Regions from separate parts of the Bos taurus genome. Here region 2 is linked to region 1. The links are chromatin contacts, called in public Hi-C maps. All regions are on one chromosome and are shown on one strand. The core of a region is the stretch at or near the end of the contact, and the rest is flanking DNA. Distances in the headings are between cores, read along the strand shown.

The links. Hi-C and Micro-C count contacts between places; a contact is called where the count stands out from the background.
Region 2: a Hi-C map of an unstated tissue shows a contact between it and region 1, with 5 times the contacts expected there. The contact joins the enhancer-like site here to the promoter of SNX30 in region 1. A contact is called at or near these places in 7 of 11 Hi-C or Micro-C datasets (blastocyst, blood, liver and 3 more).

Annotation. Positions count from the first base shown.
Region 1 is chr8:102,001,733-102,007,509 of ARS-UCD2.0, reverse strand. It overlaps SNX30 (sorting nexin family member 30), which reads right to left and starts at 2,934. Exons shown (of 9, transcript NM_001206738.1): 1 at 2,779-2,934. The coding sequence starts at 2,934.
Region 2 is chr8:102,065,883-102,071,659 of ARS-UCD2.0, reverse strand. It overlaps SNX30 (sorting nexin family member 30), which reads right to left. Exons shown (of 9, transcript NM_001206738.1): 3 at 5,396-5,506. Among named protein-coding and RNA genes, the nearest start is that of SLC46A2, 61 kb to the left of the region's middle. Within about 2 kb of position 2,634, at least 7 of the 102 cell types and tissues checked have an H3K27ac peak or open chromatin away from gene starts, as enhancers often do.

The sequences.
Region 1 (5,777 bases), core at 1,685-4,184:
AGGGGGAAAACAAGCCCAGAGTGGTTTGCAGGTGAAAGTAAAAAAGATAAATGGGCCGAGTGGTTTATTACATTTCAGGTGGCGATAAAAGATAGAGCGCTAGAAGACCTGGTGAGTTTAGCCAGCACAAAAGCATTTCTAGCAACCCTTGGTCGATAGAAAGGATTCTGCCCTTCACACCAAGGTTTGAATGATTTTAGACTTTGTGGGTGAAAAGGCCATCACATTTGGTCTTTCCTTCCTTCCCAAAACCCCAGAGGCCACTGAGAAGTGTCTGCTGGACTGAGACGCAAGGCTTTCCCTTTCATAGCACTACAAAAAGCAATTCCCCTCTGCATAATACAATACCCCTGCACTATGAGCAGCCTGTCAAACACTCATTCTCCAGGTCCAGAACTGACTATGAGTCAGGCATCCAGGGTCACAACCCCAGAGCCCCAAAAGGCAAGACGACACAGGCTCCTTTTCAAAGACAGACCATAGCACTCAATGCTCCTACCTGCTCTCCCATGACCCCGATATTTCCTGGGCAAGAGAAACCGGGACAAAGGGAAGGCTTCCTTCCACCGGTCCTGATTCACCTCCGTTGCTTGATAAGCTTCTCTCTGCAGAATTTTCTCCAGAGTTACAAGAACATATGTGTATGCCAAGCCTCAAGGAAAATGTTCCTCCCAGTCAAAGAAAGAAATTCTATTGCTCTATAAGCCTCTAAGGAAAAGTGGCTCACTATAAATCAGGCCCTTGGGAGGGAGGTCATTTTGATGCTCCTCATAGCTCTAATGAGACATTAAATATTCCAATAATTAATAATAATGCCTTCAAGTTTGTCTTTCTCAGGGAACTGTCCCTGTAAAGGAAGCAGGGATGATCAGACTTAAGCTTGACTTCAGGGCCACCAACTAGATCCTGGGGGCACAGGGCATCTGTCCTTTCAGTACTTAGCAAAGATGCCCACACTTCTGAGTCAGGTGTCCAACAGTGGTTCATTAAGCAGTCAACTTCCAAGACGGCCCCAACAACTCTCACTTCCTGGGATTTATACCTTCTTCCCAGACTGTACCAGTGATGACCGGTGTGGCCAATAGAATATGGCTCAGCTATGTCACTTCTGAGATTATGCATCTTGGGATCTCTCCATCTCTTGGATTCCTTGCTCTGGGGGAAACCAGTTGTCACCTCAAGCAGCCTTATGGAAAGGAACGAAGCCCTGACAACAGCCAAATGAGTGAGCGTGGAAGCTGGAGTCCACTCCCCTATCCAGTCTTCAATGACTACAGCCCGTGTCAAAGCTTGAAGGGAAGCTCGTGAAAGACCCGAGTCAGAACCACCGAGATTTAAGTTGCTCCCAGATTTCTGACCCAGACACTATTTTCAGATGCTCAATGTTGGAGTAATTGGTTACACAGCCATAGATAATTAATTCACTATCCTATATAGACCTGAGAAAGAAATCAGAAGTTTAACCTCAATTCCTATTCTACATGCACACACAGGACCAAGTTCTCTGTCCCTAAGAAAGCAACAAATTATCATCATTCAACAATTACTTATTAAATAGCAAATACAGGCAAGGTATTTCCAAGCGACTGAAACCTTCATATAGTTTATAATCTATAAAATAAAGAGGAATATTTACAAAGAGACACGCACATATCTCCAGTTGCTCAACCCATTGGTTTCCTTAGCTTTATAAGTTCCCTTACTCCTAATGCTGTCCCTCCCCTTGCTCCCCCAACTCTACTCTTTGCTTTCACAGAGCTCTTGGGAAGGTTCATCAAGTCCCACTCCCTGGCTATTCTGACTGCTCAGTGCTCTCACATTCATTTCACTCACCACCATATGTCCTCCCATCTAAGGGGGAAAGAAAGTTGGGTCTCCTGATTTCATTTAGTACTGGGACAAAGAGGCACTCATTTAGTATTTTACTAGGAGAGACTATCCTGATCACAGGTGTTGAGAACAACTCTAATTTCTGCAATTAGTGACTAAGTCACAACAGCAGCGCTGATAATGCCTGTGGGGGGAAGGGAGATGCCGTCTGTCCCTAACCGCTCACTGGACTCTCCTATCCCTCAAAGCAGCAGGAGGGTCATGCTGCTCTAAGAGAATCAGGAACCTCCCTCTACACAAAGGAGGTCAAAGGGCGACCTTTCTTCCCATCAGCCACAAAACCAGCCTCTGCCAAGCCTAAACAGCGTGGGAGACCGTCAGAGGTAAATGGAGCCCCAGACAGAAAACCACAGGGGCACTCTCCTCCCGCAGCCGGCGGGGATCTGAGTCAGGTGACTCTCCGGGGCACACAGCAAACCTAAACAAAGATCACTCCCCACGTGACAGACGGGGGGTAAGAAGCCTCTGGCAGTTAAGACCACGGAAACCATTAACTCTTTTTTCTTTGCAGTCCCAGCAAACTGGTGGAGCTACAAGTGACTGCATCTGGAGGAACCGGGACCCCATCCCCGGACACAAGCGCTGAGCACTGCACACACGCCTCCAGCCTCAGCGAGCAGGGACCCCTCCCCACCAGCTGTCACTGGCGCTCGAGACCAGCCAAGCCCGGCCAGCCCTCGACTCTGACCGCTCCCCCTGCGCGGCTGCGACCCCGCGGGGGCGGCAGAGAGGAGACGCTTCTTCCCAAGGCTCCGGGGTGAGGGCACGCCGGCCCCCGGGAAACGGGCGGCAGGGTGGGCGCGGCCCGGTGCCCAGCCGGGCTCTAGATCCTTCATCCCCCCTCGGGAGCCCAACCAGTCTCCCAACCCGCAGCCCCGCGCGTCCCACCTTGTCGCCGAAGCTGCGGGCAGTCAGCAGGTCCGGGCTGGGCGTGCTGTCGCCGCCCACGGCCTCCTCGCTGCTGGAGCCGGCCAGCGGGTGCGGCATGTCGCGCAGAGACTGGGGCCCCGTGGACTGCAGGGCCTTGGGGGGCCCGCCAGACATGGCGCGCTCGGCTCGGGACGCGCCCGCCGCCGCCGCCGCTTCCTTCTACGGCCCGCCTCCGCGGGCTCCCCCAGCGCCCCGGCCGAGGCCGCGCTCGAACGGAGGCCCAGCACCAGCGGGGTCGGGAGCCGCCGCCACCGCCACCCGCCGGCTGCGTCTGCCCGCGCCGCGCTGGGCTGGGCTGCTCCGCTCCGAGCCGCGCCGCGCGCCCCCGCTCGGCACCCGAGCCTGCGGCGGGTCCGCTCGCACCTTATCCCGGGCGCCCGGCCCGCACCGCCACGCCGCCCAGCCAGCTCGCGGCCCCGCCCCCGCGGCGCCCGGCGGTCCCGGGAGGGGGAGGAGGAGGCGGAGGGGCGGGGAGAGCGCGGGAGGGGCGGGAAAGGGGAGGCGGTCAGCTTGGTCCCCGCCCGCCGTCCCGCAGGAAGTGCGCCCCCGGCCCTCTGCGGCGGTCGGGCTGGTGTCCAAGCTCCGTACCCCGGAGGCCGGCCTCTTGGGGTCTGCGCGCAGACCCCAGAGCTAATGTTTAACGGAAATCAGAGGTGGAAACAGACGTTGGAGGACCCTGTTCTATTCCAGCCGCGTTTACTGCTGCGCCCAGGGGCAGCCACCCTTGGGGCTGGGGCGGGGGCTTTAGGGACACGCACGTGAGTTGAGATTTTCTGGCCTCTCAAACCCAAGATAGAAGGAACTACGAAGCAAGAATGGCATAAAAGGTTATGAGGCTCCTTGAGCACAGAGAACATCGGGCGGGGAATTCGAGGAGGCATTGTGGATTTCATCAGAGGCACGCTGAGATCCCTATGCCTTCTTGCTGCTGCTGTTCACCGGGTTTATGTAAGTTAGAACCTCAGAAGAGAGAGCATCAGTAAATAAAAAGCGAGTGCTACACTTGATCTATGACTCTTAAACACACACCTTGACCGAACTGCCGTTTGAAAGCATCGTGAGGTTCCCTGTTGTTGGTTTTCATGCTTCTGTGCTTCCTTTCCAGGCTTTTGGCTGGGCTGGATTCTGACCTTCGTTAGCAGGATGGAGATAGTTAAGGCGTTACTTGGCTATTTGAAGATGGTAGTTCACCTCCTTTCTCCACTTTACCTGGCTTCACTGCTTCTGTGTTCAGGGCCAAGTCAGTAGAGGTCATCAGCCCATGTTAGAAGAGATTGATACTACACTAACAGGGAGGGGGTCCTTGTAAGGGACCACATTTCCTGATCTATTTCCCAACTCTTTAGGTCTATCCAGTTTCACTTGACTAATTTTTTTTTTTTTGGCTCCCCTGGGTCTTAGTTGCAGCAGGTGGGATCTTTAGTTGCCTCCTATGGATTCCAGTTCCCTGAGGAGGAATCAAACCCAGCCCCCTGCGTTAGGAGCACAGTCTTAGCCACTGAACCACCAGGGGAGTCCCATCACCTGACTAATCTTGAAGCTGGGATTCACTGTGGTCTCCATCACATGTTTTTTTTTTTTTTTTCCCCCACAGAAACAAATGATACTTTAGCAGGAGGAGAATGCCAAGAGCTAAAGCTGACCCAAAACATCTCCCAGGGATTCACTGAGACCTTCCCTTATTTCCCCTGGTCTAAATCATCCGACCTTAGTCCTCAAGTTATCATCTATTCCCTTCCCCGCACCCCCAATGTGGGTCTACCTTGGTGGAGGAGAATAGGACTCAGAGGATACTGGGAACAATTTTAAATACTAAATCTACCTCACAAGAATGCCAGTGTCCAGTCCTCTTGGAGTTGAATATAATTAATACTTCTATATTCAAGGGATGTTTACAACTATGACAGACCCTGTTGTCTTTCAATTAAAGCAAATAGCATGAATATAACTAGACATGAGAGTTCTACAGATGTACAACAGATTTTTTTTTTTATTGAATGGTGTTTTTTTTTTTTAACACCCAGGCCACCTTCCCATAATCAAGATCTTATTTTATTCAGACTGCACACAGCTTTCTCTTCAGAATGCCAAGTAAGAGTGAAAAGGGACCAATATTTGAATTCATGATTGCAAACTCTAAGTGGGTGACCATGAGCAAGTCACCTAACCTAAATGAACCCATTTCCTAAACCAAAAAGGACAAGAAGCAGGTAATAAAACTTACTTTACTTGGTGGTTGTGAGAACAAAATAGCATTTGCTATCTAACATTCCCAGCAAAATGCTGGCATGGATAGATGTTCCCTAAATTTTAATCCCCTTTCTTTCCCTCTGTGCTTTCTCTACTATTCTTATGAAATGATAATCATAAAGCTTTCATAAACATGCTACTCTCCAAACTCCTCTATTTGCTCATTTGGGGTCAGTGTATCATTTTTCTATGCTCCTACCATTTAAAAAAACCAAAAACAAAACAAAGTCTCTGAAAGCCCATATGAAACAGTTTATTTTCCAGTTTCCTGGTTGGTCAATGGCTTGTGGCCACAATGATCCAGTGGGTAGTCATCAAAACTAAAGAAAGTGAACTTCTATGGAAAACATTTTGGAATACAGTTTCCACCATTCAAATTTAGCCCAGGACGGCCTATTCATACTTACCATTTCCTGTTGTATTTCAGTGTTCTTTGTGGTGGAAAACTGTCACTGAAATAGAGCCAGTGTCCCGGACTATGCGCCTGTGCTTCTACTAAAAGTTTTTCAGAGCAACATGGTGGCAAGGAGGAAATGTGAAGTGTCTGTGTCGGAGCGAAAGGTTGTACTGTTGACTGGAATTTATGGAAGGAAGCTTGGGTTTCTAGGGCTCAGCTCTGAGGAAAATGCACTGGATGTGTGTGCATAGGGGAGGTGCCCGCAGAACCCAAGAACACAGCATGGGGCCTTCCCCCACCTCCCAGGCCC
Region 2 (5,777 bases), core at 1,385-3,884, 64 kb before region 1:
CTCTCTGCTGTGTAATGAGTTGTGCCCTAGTTAATGAAGCAGTGTTAAAGCCCACTTCTGAGACAAACTGTAAATTAAAAAGCAAAAACCATGTCACAGTGAAGACTCTGGTGGCTCCCACTGTCAGATTACAAAGAAAAACAAAGTGAACTGCCATTGCTGCTGCTGCTGCTAAGTCGCTCAGTCGTGTCCGACCCTCAGCGACCCCATGGACTGCAGCCTACCAGGCTTCTCCGTCCATGGGATTCTCCAGGCAAGAACACTGGAGTGGGGTGCCATTTCCCTCTCCAAGGCATGAAAGTGGAACTGCCATCACGAGATGACAAAATACACATCCAGCACAACTCTAGCTTTAGGGTGCCGCTTGAAAAACATCTGATTCTTTCTGCTTTTCAAATTCCAGAAAAGCAAAGCGATATAAAAAGAGAAAAATTTTTTGCAGCACTAGAGAACATAATGGTACTGTTAATAGGACAGAATTTGTTAAAGACACAAAGCAGAAAAGATTGGGTTGAGAGAAAAACCCATCACCATTAACCATCCTGTGATTCAGGCAAAGCAACAGTCGACTTAGGAAGTAAGCGGTTGACTTTCCCTGGGAGAGCCCCAGAAGCTACCAAGTTCAGAGCCACTGGGGCTGAAAACAGCACAAGCCTCAGGGCAGCCAACGGGAAGAAGCAAACTTGGGGGCCCCCAAGAACCACAGTCTGGCTGGCTGTTTATCTACCATTTCACATGGCTCCAGCGAAGCCCTCCAAAAAGTGGGAACTTGATCTCCGTGCTCCTAACATAAGCAATAGGCTCTGAGAGCTCAGGAATTCTCACAAAGTTTTAACCATAGCCGACTAAAATTGTCAAAAAGAAAAAGCAAAAATTCCATTTCTCCACCATCATTCCCAGTTTTCCAGCTGATTCACTGAAGTTCTAAAGTTCACTTGAAAAATAAAGCATGTGCAAATAGCCATAAAAACTTGGAAAACAAAGAATACTGTGGGTAGATCCAACCAGATGCTGATACATTCTGTAAACTTATGTAATAAGTATATAAGTACATTCTGTTACACTATTACATTCAATAGTGTAGCAGGGATACCACACTAAAGAGATCGATGAACCAGAAGGTTCAGAAACAGCCCAAGACTATACAAATCTAAGGCATGACAGAGTCTAACACACGAGCTATGATATAGGTGACTGACTACTCCTAAGTGGCTGTGGGGCAACTCACCATCTGAAAAAAATAAGATCTTCCCATCTCACACCAAAATACACTCTAGCTTTAAGCACTAAACATAAGGACATAAAAGTAATAGAAGAAAAGAGATAACTTTTTTTTTTTTTAACATCCTAGGTTAGAAACAAGCTTCAAAGCCAGAAACTGTATGGGAAAAATTACCTTGGCTGGGAGGGAAGGGATATTATCTATTACAGAGTCAAGTTGAAGGAAAAAGGTAACTAAGAAAAAAATAGATATTCTCAACTGGGTCAATGTCCTTTGCAGATATACAGAGTATTCACAAAACAATGAGTAAAAATGTTTAAATGAAGAAGCAATTCATAAAAGAAATGCCAACCTCCAGTAAAGTCACAGGAAGATATCCAGCTTCACTAACTGGATAATGAAAACTAACCGTACAAAAACAAACTCAAAATAGGTTAAAGACCTAAATATAAGAGCTAAAATTATAAAAATTTCAGCGAGCAACATAGATGTGAATCTCTATGATCTGGGATAAGGCAATGGTCTCTTAGCTAAAACACCAGAAGCACACACACAGTAAAATAGGCAAACTGGACTTCATTAAATCTAAACTCTGTGCTTCACAGGACACTGTCAAGAAAATAAAGAGACAAGTCATTAAATGGGAGAAAGTTTTTGCAAATCATATATCTGAGAAGGGACTAGTATCCAGATTATATGAAGAACCATTTAAATGCAGTAATAAAAGGACAACCTGGCGCTGGAGAAGATTCTTGGGAGTCGCTTGGACGGCAAGGAGCAAAGCAGCCAATCCTGAAGGAAATCAACCCTGACTATTCATTGGAAGGACTCATGCTGAAGCTCCAAAACTTTGGCCTCTTGATGCAAAGAGACAACTCACTGGGAAAAGACTGGGAAAATGCTGGAAACTGGGAAATGCTGGGAAAGACTGAGGTAGAAGAAGAAGGGAGCGAACAAGGATGAGATGGTTGCATGTTAGCTGTCAGGGAAATGCAAATCAAAACCACAAAGAGATACCAATCCATCCCCACTAGGGTGGCTGTTATCAAAAAGAAAGGTTATAACCAGGGTTGATGCAGATGTGGAGGAAACAGAACCCTCATACACTACTGGCATGAACATAAAATGAAGCAGCCACTTTGGAAAACAGCCTGGCAGTTCCTCAAAAGGTTAAATACACAGTTAAACGTGATTCAGCAATTATAGTCTTAGGTATACACCCAAGAAAAATGAAAACAGACCCACACAATGACTTACACATAAACGTTCACAGCAGCATCACTCACAGCAGCCAAAAAGTGGAAACAACCCAACTGTGCATCAAAGGCAGCGAACAGGGAAAACGTGATACATCCATAGAAGGGACGCTCATCTGACAACAAAAACAAAGCACTGACTGACGCGTGCCAGAACATGAATGAACACTGAAAACATTATGCTATGAAAAAAAAAAAACCTCACAAAAGACCACTGTGTATGATTCTCCTTATATCAAATGTCCAGTAATAGGCACACCTATAGAGACAGAACATAGAGCAGTGGTCGCCAGGCAATGGGGAAGACAGGGTTTTGAATTAACAGGCAAGGATTAAGAGGTTTCCTTTAGGGATGATGAAAGGGTTCTAAAACTGATCTGCTGATGGCTCTATGAATACACTAAAAGCTCTTGACTTGTATTTTCAAATAGGTAAATTGTATGGTATATTAATCAGATCTCAATAAAGCTTTTCTTAAAAAAAAAAAAGAAATGAAAATTTAAACAATAATTATGCTGTATGTTTACTGGGTCTCCCTCTGATAAGAAACTCTCCTGGATAGGAATCTGTCTATGTCATAATCCCTCACCTTCCCAAGGGCGGTAAAAGGACCAACGCAAAGTTGATTATTAATAACAGACAATCACCTCCTAGAAAAGCTGCTGTAAAGTGAACTTCTGGGGGGAAAAATGGTTTGTTTCCAGTCTGACTTTTATGTTTAAGTCAGAGATGCTCACCTACATTGACTCTCTCTCCTCCCCAGATATGCACTAAGAATTTACGAAGAAATTTAAATCTTTACATGCTTCAAAAGTACCTTCTACTCGATGCTTCCACCCAGACCAAAGGAAAACAGACTTAAAGATACTGGTTAAAGATACAGACTTAAAAATTCACCTTGGGCATTCTAGAAGACTCCAGTCTCCTGATTCTGGCTTGTGTCTGCACAAGAGGCTCCTATGTTTTACCAGCAGGTGTCGCTGTCTAACTTTGGTCTTTAAGGGCGGAACTTCAAATTCGCCTAGTTGCCAGGAGGTGGCGCATTAATTCCCCTTATGCATAGTATGAACTACACATAAAGAGCAACTTTCTTCCAATACAGTACAGAGAAGGAGAGAAATAAAAGAGTAACTGCACAGTGGAAAAATCTGACAAGCAATACCTCAAATCAGGTGAATAAGATTAACATCCACAGTGATAAATACCGTTCATGATAGTATGTACCCTTGACATGATGTAATGGGGATTGTACTTAACCTCTGTGCTTTTCCTCCACAAAACACATCACGCCTGGCTAACTGCAAGCAAAACACCAGACAAATCTCAACGGAGGGACATTCCACAAAAAGCCTGACCAGTACTCAAAGCTATCCAGGTCATCCCAAACCAGGAAAGCCTGAGAACCGTCACAACCAAGAACAGCCTGGGACTAAGGAAACGACGACTAAACGTAAAGTGGTTCGTTATTTGTGGCAAACGCGCCGTGCTAGTAGAAAATGTTAATAGTAAGCCAGACTGGCTGTGAGGCCTATGAGAAGTCACTGTACTGTCTCCTCAATAATTCTGTAAGTCTAAAACTGTTCTAAAATAAAAGTCTATTTTAAAAAAAAAATTCACTAGCCGCCAATTTTGCCAAATTAATATTTTTAAGGGATAGTTTCAACTGCTTACAAACTATTGGCTTTTCTTTTTTTCTTTTGGCATGTCTTTAAGTGATCAGAAGAAGGAAAAGGAAAACTTTAGGCCTCGAGAGCAGAGGGAACGGGAGTAGGGAGTAGGGGGTGGGGGGTGGGGTTCATTCTCATCACAGCACTAGCAACATGGCCACTTGAAACAAGATGCCAGTCCAGGTTCAATGCACGATACTGGATGCTTGGGGCTAGTGCACTGGGACGACCCAGAGGGATGGTATGGGGAGGGAGGAGGGAGGAGGGTTCAGGATGGGGAGCACATGTATACCTGGGATGGATTCATTTTGATATTTGGCAAAACTAATACAATTATGTAAAGTTTAAAAATAAAATAAAATAAAATAAAAAGAATTTGATCTGGCCCAACAAAGAAAAAAAAAAGAAAATTAAGAAAACTGCTGTAGTGTTCCCAGCATAGTCAGCCTGTTCCAACCACGAGGGGATGACTGGAAGACGCAGTAGGCAGTGCTGAGCAGTTACCCAGCCGAGGTTTTTACTGAAAGATAAAGCCCTGCTAAAGTGTTTCATGACCCAAATTTCCCTAAAGCCCCAAAGCTCAAGAAACATCTAGGATCTAAATAGTCATTTATACTTCAAATAGAAAGTAATCAGAGAAGTACTCCACATGTATGCTGATTTTAAGTAGTCTTTTAAATTTTATTTGCTCTAGTTTTTTTTTTTAATGTGCAACTAAAGTAACGGATGAGTAGTATGTTTCTTCAATAAATAGAGCTAGGTGGCTTTGGGTTTGTTCTTTGAAAGGAAAAGCTATGGTTGATGGATTGTGCGCTAGATCCCTGCTCCCTGAATTACCCATGTCTAAAGAAAACCCGGCCAGCTGTAATCTGAGGCATCTCTCTCCACCTGGTGGCAGCTCTCCAAACCTCAGAACTGTATCTAGGGAGGGTGTGACAGCCAGCCTTTGAGGAGGCAGCAAAGGAGAACTAGGACTCTTCATACCTGAAAAAAATCAATCTCCTTCTCACAAGGAATATGAAAATCTACCCCACCCCATCCAAGAAACCAGCATACTGTATAGCAGATCAGAAGTCAAAACCCAAAATATGAACTAATTATACAGCATCCACAAAATGAACAGTTGCTGGGTAGATCTGGTAGCAAACGTAAGGCAGTGATTGCCCATAATTTGAGGGGTGAGAGTGAACACTGTCAGGAAAGAGAAAGAAGGAAAAGTGAGTAACAAGCTGTACTGACTTAGTACCTACGGGAATGAGATGAGTGGGCTGGGATTCTTCCAGTTTGTTCCTCAACCAGTCAAAATCCTGGTATCTTCGACGGACAGAATATTCTGGCAGGTCAAACTCCACCCGAGTACTCTGCAAATGAGAAGAGCAGAACAAAATCAGGGTAAGGAAAGAGCAGCTGTCTTGGCAGAAGGGAAGGAAAAAAGCTCTTTCTGGATAACCTAACTGGGCAAGAACACACTTTCCTTCCACCAAACACGCCAGCCACATGGCAGGGTTTACCAGGATGGAATGACGAGTCTAGGCGTGGGGTCCAGTTAAACATTTCAAGGATCTATAAGGAAAATGTTGAGATTTCATTCCCCTCCTTCAGGAATTGGAACTATCCCCCAGAACTGTGTTC